3 separate regions of the Triticum aestivum genome follow, and all the other regions are linked to region 2. Evidence: chromatin contacts called from public Hi-C data. All regions are on one chromosome and are shown on one strand. The core of a region is the stretch at or near the end of the contact, and the rest is flanking DNA. Distances in the headings are between cores, read along the strand shown. Region 1 holds the start of LOC123070385 (protein IQ-DOMAIN 6). Region 2 holds the start of LOC123070388 (probable cytokinin riboside 5'-monophosphate phosphoribohydrolase LOGL1). Region 3 has its middle 18 kb from the start of LOC123070385.

Evidence for each region. Hi-C and Micro-C count contacts between places; a contact is called where the count stands out from the background.
Region 1: a Hi-C map of leaf shows a contact between it and region 2, with 3 times the contacts expected there. The contact joins the promoter of LOC123070385 here to the promoter of LOC123070388 in region 2. A contact is called at or near these places in 2 of 5 Hi-C or Micro-C datasets (both in leaf) and 1 of 1 datasets of contacts at active chromatin or transcription factors (leaf).
Region 3: a contact with region 2 is called in a Hi-C map of leaf, with 3 times the contacts expected there. The contact joins the enhancer-like site here to the promoter of LOC123070388 in region 2. A contact is called at or near these places in 3 of 5 Hi-C or Micro-C datasets (all in leaf) and 1 of 1 datasets of contacts at active chromatin or transcription factors (leaf).

The regions. Positions count from the first base shown.
Region 1 is chr3B:464,597,104-464,600,017 of IWGSC CS RefSeq v2.1, forward strand. It overlaps LOC123070385 (protein IQ-DOMAIN 6), which reads left to right and starts at 1,429. Exons shown (of 4, transcript XM_044493589.1): 1 at 1,429-1,929; 2 at 2,028-2,255; 3 at 2,851-2,914. The coding sequence starts at 1,633.
Region 2 is chr3B:464,903,962-464,906,759 of IWGSC CS RefSeq v2.1, forward strand. It overlaps LOC123070388 (probable cytokinin riboside 5'-monophosphate phosphoribohydrolase LOGL1), which reads left to right and starts at 1,437. Exons shown (of 7, transcript XM_044493592.1): 1 at 1,437-1,729; 2 at 1,831-1,928; 3 at 2,029-2,059. The coding sequence starts at 1,448.
Region 3 is chr3B:464,614,889-464,617,657 of IWGSC CS RefSeq v2.1, forward strand. No RefSeq gene overlaps it. Among protein-coding and RNA genes, the nearest start is that of LOC123070385, 18 kb to the left of the region's middle. Within about 2 kb of position 1,268, at least 4 of the 8 cell types and tissues checked have an H3K27ac peak or open chromatin away from gene starts, as enhancers often do. A contact at or near this core is called in leaf, where this site is marked.

The DNA.
Region 1 (2,914 bases), core at 179-2,678, 310 kb before region 2:
CGGCAGGTCGCCGGTTCGAAACCTAGCTTGCTATATTTTTCGTTTCTGTTATTTGTTTGTTAAATTCGCCGAAAACTTTCAAACTAGTCTTTGGAAAACTTACGAACCAAAAAAAAACCCTCTCAGAAGCCTTTTCCCTGCGAAATAGTGGGTATTTATGTGATTACATATGAAGCTAGGGGGTTTCCTGCAAAAAACCTGCCACATAGGCACCTGATAGGCGGGACCCTGATAGCTTGCTATATTTTTCGTTTCTGTTATTTGTTTGTTAAATTCGCCGAAAACTTTCAAACTAGTCTTTGGAAAACTTACGAACCAAAAAAAAACCCTCTCAGAAGCCTTTTCCCTGCGAAATAGTGGGTATTTATGTGATTACATATGAAGCTAGGGGGTTTCCTGCAAAAAACCTGCCACATAGGCACCTGATAGGCGGGACCCTGATAGCTTGCTATATTTTTCGTTTCTGTTATTTGTTTGTTAAATTCGCCGAAAACTTTCAAACTAGTCTTTGGAAAACTTACGAACCAAAAAAAAACCCTCTCAGAAGCCTTTTCCCTGCGAAATAGTGGGTATTTATGTGATTACATATGAAGCTAGGGGGTTTCCTGCAAAAAACCTGCCACATAGGCACCTGATAGGCGGGACCCTTCGGTCAGATACACTGTCAATACGTATTTATACGCGATTTAGATCTTTTTGTGACCACTCGCCCCAAACTTGATACTGACACGTAAAAATTACGAACAGTGGTACCAATCTGCATGTAATGCCTCAATTGTGGTATTTCTGTACAATTAACTCGACGAAAGTGGACATGCATGGCAGCAATCACCGGATGTGCCATCTTTCTTCGCAGTCGTGGCGAGCGTCGGGTGTTCCGACTGGCTTCTCGTGATCGCAGGCTTCAATGCGCTTCATCATTTGGGAAGAAAAAGGCCCCTATAAAAAACTCAAAGAAAAAGGAAAAAACGTTTACCACAACAAAATTGCAACGCACGGGCCCGCACCGCACCCCCCGCCCGGGCTACGATTCCGAGTTGCGTACGCGCGCCGCGCCTCGTCGTCGCCATTCGCAAAGGCGAAAGCAACGACGAAGAGAAATGCCGCCACGAGTTCAAACTCAGGAGCCGGGCGTTCCTCCAACGGTCCGGATCCCGACACGCACCTCCGGCCAACACTGGCGCTCTGGCCCACACGGCAGCGTCCCCGCCCCGTCGTCCCTCGCCCGAGCCTTCCTTCTTTCGCGAAGCCCCAGACACGGCCGCCTGCAGAAAGCGTCCGCGTGACGGCGTCCGCCGCAAATGCCGCGCCTCTTTGTCGCGCTCCGCAGCGAGGGACCCCGCGCCAGCGTCCGAGACGGCCACGAGTGGGGCCCGTCTCCTCCGGGCCGCTTTCCCGGCTCCGGGCTCGTCCTCCATTTCAAAATTTGAACCGCCCGAACGGCTCTCCCTGCCCCGCCCTGCACAGCCTCGTAAACCGTTACCGAATTAAGCGCACGTCGCCCAACAAGTCAAATCCTCCCGTTTGGCCGTTCCGCCGCGTTTCCGCATTCACGGACTAGCGCTCGCTCCTCTCACCAGTTCCAGAGACGAACGCGAGAGAGCATTGCCTCTGAGGAGCGTGGATCGATCCATGGGCGCGTCGGGGAAGTGGATCAAGACGCTGGTCGGGCTCAAGCCGGCGGCGGACAAGGAGAGGCACGCCGGGGGGAAGGGCCGGAAGTGGAGCCGCCTGTGGCGGAGCTCGTCGGGCGGGCAGAGGGCTGCCGCGTCGGCGGCCGCCTCGGAGGTCTCCGAGACGTCCTCCGCCGCCGCCGACGCGCTCAGCTCCGTCGTCGCGGCCGTGGTGCGCGCGCCGCCCAAGGACTTCCGCGTCATCAGGCAGGAGTGGGCGGCCGTCCGCATCCAGACCGCCTTCCGCGGCTTCCTGGTAGGTCGCTCGCTCGCCTCGCGTCGCGCCCTCGCTCCGATTCCGCACGCAAAGTTTCAGCTTCTTCAGCGTCGCGTGTCTTTTGGGTACTCGTGCAGGCCAGGAGGGCGCTGAGGGCGCTCCGGGGGATCGTGCGGCTGCAGGCGCTGGTGCGCGGCCGCCGTGTGCGCAAGCAGCTGGCCGTCACGGTCAAGTGCATGCAAGCGCTCGTCAGGGTGCTAGCGCGGGCGAGGGACCGGCGCACGCGGCTCTCGGCTGACGGCCGAGACTCGCAGGATACGCTCGACGACCACAGCAGCCACGCGGATCCCGTCAAGGAAGCAGAGGTATATACTACTTTGGTTCAAGGATTAATTATGTTGCATACCACTACTTCGTTGCATTGCATGATATTTATATATGCACTATGCTTGGTCTGCTTTGTGCAAATAGATTACCATACTATCAGAAAGTAAAATTAGGTATTGTATACTTAATCAGTTGATGTGATGTGCTACTTTCTGTTTTTCTGAAACGAATGTGATGTGTTACTTTCACTAGACAGAGACTTGCTGCGGTTGCGGTAGGATTGCCCTCTTCATGATGAAAGATTGATACGACCATATGGACATTTATCTCCCTTTATTTTAAGCAATGATTTGGGATAATGTTTTCTATTGACCATGATCGTCCAAGTGAGTTATCATAGTGCGCACTGGGCAGTGACATTGTTTGGTGTGCCTTCCTTGGGAGATGCTGCCAATAATGCATCTTTGAAAGTTGTTCTTGCCATGCCAGGCTTGCCAATTTGTGTTGTTTCAGTGTATAGTCCTCCACAATCCTATTATCTTAATAATCATACGATGCTGCTGCAAACGATAAGAGAGTATTGGATGATCCTGCTGATGTCTCCATGTTTGGCTGCCACTGTTCACATTGCAGACAGGATGGTGTGATAGCCAAGGAACTGTGGATGATGTCAGATCAAAGATACACATGAGACGCG
Region 2 (2,798 bases), core at 187-2,686:
TGGTTCCGGAACAAGCTACACCTTTGCCCGAGCTGAATGAATGGCTAGAGGAGCGCCAACAAATGCAAGATCTCTTGCGACAACATCTTCTCAGGGCAAAACAAATCATGAAGACGCATGATGATAAAAAAAGATCCGTCCGTGAATTTCAAGTGGGGGATCAAGTCTTTTTGAAACTCCAGCTGTACATTCAAACATCGGTGGCATGTAGAGCGAATCATAAGCTCAGCTTCAAATTTTTTGGACCCTACCTTGTGATCCGGCGAGTGAATGAAGTCACTTATGACCTCAAACTGCCAGAAGGATCCTCAATCTTCCCTGTCTTCCACGTCTCACAGCTTCGTCAGGCCTTAGCACCAGGTGCGAGCGCTTCCTCTTCACTTCCTTCCATTACTGTTAATACTCCTGTGAAGATCCTGGAGAAGCGATGGCGTAGAGGCACCCGCAAGATGAAGGAACAAGGGTTGATCCACTGGTAGGACAGCCAGGCAAGGCCGGACACATGGGAAGACCTCGAAGATCTACGGCGACGCTTTCCAAATGCTCCGACTTGGGGTCAAGTCGTGTCTGAAGGAAGAGGGGGTGTCAGCGCCCTACCTACAGGAGGAGCATCAGGGCCACGAGCGGAGGAAGCCCAACAGAACCGGCCAAGAGGGAGCGAAGACCTTGCCACAAGTTCACTGGGCCTCAATGGATCTCATACCTCTTCCGCCCAAGCAAGACAGTAGTCCATTGATAAGATAGGGTGGAGTAGATGAGAGAAGACATCCTGGCTTGGATCAGACTGGCGGCGGCGGCTTGTAACCTGATTCCCTTTCTCCCTCTCTGCTAGTTCATCTTCCTCCTAGCAAGATTGTATCCCCAACCTGTAAATGATCCTGTTTGATCCAAAGATATTGAGAGAGTAGCTAACAAGGTCATCGTGCACACCCTTCATTTTTTTTCTCTCACAGAATGTTAACATCGTGCATAATTACATCCAGAAAACATCATGCCAGGAAAGTAAGGGGTTTGATCTTCAAGAGAGGTCGCCACCTTGGAAAGTAAGGAGTTTTGATCCTAGGACCCATCCAGGCAGCAATGTCGTCGTCATCACAGTCCTTTTTGAAGGCGTTGCTTGGTACGTGGCAATTCGGTGGCATAGCAGTGTGGTGGAATTCTCCGGTGGGCGCAGAGGTTGTGGGATACTCTTTTGGGCGTGATTGCGCTGTTTGCCCCAGTAATGAACTCACTGTTGTATCGGGTGGTTGCTATACAAGGTGGAATAGACCATTTTTCCCAAGCAAAAGGGCTTCATTGCTATGTGTCATTGGAGTATATTGAAAGGGCCAAAGTGCAAAAGGAAAGGTGAAGGACACTTGGGCTCTTCTGGCGCAATATGGGCCGCTCGCATGACCCACCAAATTGATCACGACATAATAAAAGGACAGTCGCGTCAGAATCCTTAATGCCGCCTTCATTTGAAGCTTCTCCCCCAGATACTCTACGAGATAACACACGGCATCGGGTAGAAGAACGAACCGAACCCAAACACCTCTCCTCCACGACGACTCTTAACCCCATCCTCCCGCCCCGCACCCGAGAGGAAACAAGCCAGGCCATGGGCGACACCGCCGCGCCCGCGGCCGCGCCGCCGAGGAAGTTCGGCAGGATCTGCGTCTTCTGCGGCAGCAACTCCGGCAATCGCGCGGTGTTCGGCGACACGGCGCTCGAGCTCGGCCAGGGGCTGGTGAGTAATGCGCTGGAATGCCGAGGCTGCGCGCGCCCTGTTCCCGGGCGGCCGGGTGCCCCAGAATTCGACGTTCACGGTGGGATTTCCTTTCCTTGCAGGTGACGAGGGGGGTTGATCTGGTCTATGGCGGGGGCAGCATCGGGTTGATGGGCCTGATCGCGCAGACGGTTCTGGATGGCGGCTGCCGTGTCCTCGGGTACCTCGCCGGCCGCCTCTGTTTATAGTCCCTTATATAGTTGTAGTACTCTGCAACCTTCCTAATGGGGTATGTATCTCTCTGTTGGATTGTTTTGCAGGGTGATTCCCAGAGCACTCATGCCCCTTGAGGTGCGTACCAATCTATTTCCTTCTACTAGGTTTTCTTATTGTTCTTATTATGCGTAGAAATACATATTGATACGTCATTCTTAACTGCCTAATCGGTTCGTTAGAGAGAGAAAGAAGTTTCTGCTACGCAGTGACGCAGTAGCAGTACGACTCATCTCTCTGCCTAAAGCGAAATTTCATACGGAATTTCGGAACACTTACCGATGGATGGGCCATCTGAATCCTATCCTTTTGTTTGGCCCCACCTGTCGGTGTCACGACTTTTCACGATCACCTAGCAAATATATACTAGTGCTATCTATCTCTATTGGTCACCCACTCACCATTTGATTCCCGTTTTCTGTTGGGTCCAGACCGATTCACCTTTGCTTGTGGGGTTACAAATAGGTATGTGATCATTGAGGAATTGGACTAGAATAGGGCTGAAATTCCCGACCGTCCGTTTCAGGCCTGTTTCCAGTTTCCATACACGCAAAAATGAACCGTCAGCTTAGACTTTTGGGCGGTGCAACTTGGAGTTATAAAGTTGGCCGCTCGGTGGATGTAATAATAGTGTTCAATTTGCCTGCCATGAGGCATGAGGTCGGTCGTCACAAGTTGAGTGAGAAAAGTACGCAAGCAGTGGAGTTTGAATTGCACCATTATGCATATATGTATATATTGAATTGATGTGGAAGTGCTACTGTCCAAACATCTCTCAACTTTGTAGGATGGTGATAGGAGAAATCTGAAAGTCCTA
Region 3 (2,769 bases), core at 18-2,517, 290 kb before region 2:
GGAGTGGGGGTGGGAAGCTTTCGGATCCCCGGTGGCAAGACGGCGGTGGCGGCGATGTGGGAGGTGGTGGCGTCGTAGGGGGATGTTGCGGCATTGTTAGCTGGCAGAGTCACCGGAAAAATGGGCGGCAGCGTCGACGACGAAGGAGGCGGGCGAGGGTTTGCAGTTGGAATGGGAGAGGATGGCCAATGTACCACCGACTAGCGGGCCAGGGAGAGGAGTAGAAGGGTGCGGCGCGCGTCCGTTTTGTGTCCGCGCCGACGCAAATGAGGCTAAAAAATAGGCCGGGAATAGGTCGGCAAACGGATGAAAAGCGGACACGTATCCGTTTGGGTCGGCGCATTGGGCCGACTTTTCTGTCCATGCTGACCCAAGCGGACTCGCGCGGATAAAATGGATCGCCGCGTTGGAGTTGCTCTAATTGTTTGGGCCACTGGAATGAGTAACCAGCAAAACAGCTATTCTCCTTTGATAAAACCTGCGTATATCTGCTACTGTCGGAGCTAATTGCCGCCGTCCTTGAATAAACTTAACCGGCGCACAGCACACCATCCTTCAATTAGGCCATATCCATGCAGGATCCTAGGATTACAAGAACGCGGTGCGGTGGGTTTATCAGAAACTTCCCATCTGCTGCAGGGCAGGCTATCTTTTCTTCTGAGAATCTGCGGCAGGCTATCTAGTGTGGCTTAGCCGTCTCTTAATCTACTAGTACTACTGCAGAACCCTTGGAGTTGGAGATTAACAACACACGGGAGACAAGGAAACAGAGAGCATCTTCCATTCTGGACTGAGGATCCTGCTGCTACGAGTCCATCTGCCGGAAGATGTGTGCGCCATGTGTTGGCAACATCTCATACAATCCCTGGAGAGTAAACAAAGCCCTAACTGTCCCCAGAGACCAAGCAAGGCAGGCATTAGTGATTAGTGGTGTCTACTCCCTAGTGTGTGTGTGTTGCAACGCCCATGACATCGCAGGTAGCAGTCGTATTATTAGGTACAACTTGCTGGGGGCGTGCGGTGCGGGCTCATGTGTCGCCTGTGCGTGCGCTCACGGGAAAGAGCGCGGCAGCATCGTGCGCGGCCGGGCCCTGTCGTGCCAAGCAGGGCGCCGGTCCCGCGACGACAACGACGTGCTCGGGCCGGAGAATTTTTCATCCATGATGCGTGTCCCTTGGAGCGTCGACAGGGCTAAGGTAAAGGCTCGCCGCGCTTTCGTTGGGGCCGTGCGTATCCATCGTGTGTATGCCTCAGGCGCTGTCGGGGACCCTAACCGCCGTGTCAGCGTCAGCGGTGGCCGATGGTGTGCGCGGGGCATGCGATGATGGTGTCCGGAGTGGTGGAGTCCTTTCCTGGGGAGCGAGTGCTGTGCGTCCCTTTCTTTCTCCCGAGAGCGATGAGCGCTCGGGAGGTTGCGGAGCACGGAACAAGGAGTTAGGGGTTGTCGTGGTCAGCCAGCTCCGTGACAATCGGGGAGGTTTAGCAGAGCTCGGTGCGGCCAACGACCGGATGTGTACAGGCAACACGCGTCCGCGGGCGCCGACCGATCAGTCCGTAAATTGCGACGTCCATATCCACGTATCTCATATTTAATCCTATATATTCATACTAAACCATGCAACATCGATGCAAAAAGCAGATCATGAGTGGACATACAAACGAACATACAAATGCACGATCCGTTCATCAAAAGATCATAGTCAGAACTTCAAAAGATCACCACAGTTCACATAATGCACATAATATGACGGACAAGTTTAAACTACATCTAAAAACAATAAATTAAAGTGAACAAAGCGGATCTTCACCCCTTCCTCACCAGCTCTTTCCCCTTCCAGTCGCCGGCACAGCTGTAGGTGTCGGCGGCTGGTAGGGGATCGTCCGAGCAGTCGTACGAGGTTCCGTGGTCGTTGGAGGAGGAGGGGATGATGAGCCCTTTGAGCCGCCGGACAGCCCGGTCCTGTGATAACCCACAAGTATAGCGGATCACAACAGTGTTCAAGGATAGAGTATTCAACCCAAATTTATTTATTCGACACAAGAGGAGCCAAAGAATATTCTCAAGTATTAGCAGCTGAGTTGTCAATTCAACCACACCTGAAAGACTTAATATCTGTAACAAAGTATTTAGTAGCACAGTAGTATGAAAGTAACGGTAACAGTGACAAAAGTAACAGTACCTGTTTTTTAGTGATTGTAACAATGACAACAAAAAAGTAACTTAGCAAAGATCAATATGTGAAAAATCCGTAGGCAATGAATCAGTGATGGATAATTATGTCGGATGACATTCATCATGCAATAGTTATAACCTAGGGTGACACAGAATTAGCTCCAGTTTATCAATATAATATAGGTATGTATTCCGTATATAGTCATACGTGCTGATGAAAAAGAACTTGCATGACATCTTTTGTCCTACTCTTCGTGGCAGCGGGGTCCTAATAGAAACTAAGGGATATTAAGACATCATTAACAAAACATTAGCACTTAGTGAATACATAAACTCCTCAAACTATGGTAATCATCGGAAATAATCCCAATTATTGTCACCTTGGGGTATGCGGATCATAACTCGTAATAGGTGTCTACAACTTGCAAGATCGGATCAAGAACACAAATATATTCATGGAAATATAAATGGTTCAGATCTGAATTCATGGCATTCGAGCCCTAGTGACAAGCATTAAGCATAGCAAAGTCATATCAACATCAATCTCAGAACATAGTGGATACTAGGGATCAAACCCTAACAAAACTAACCCGATT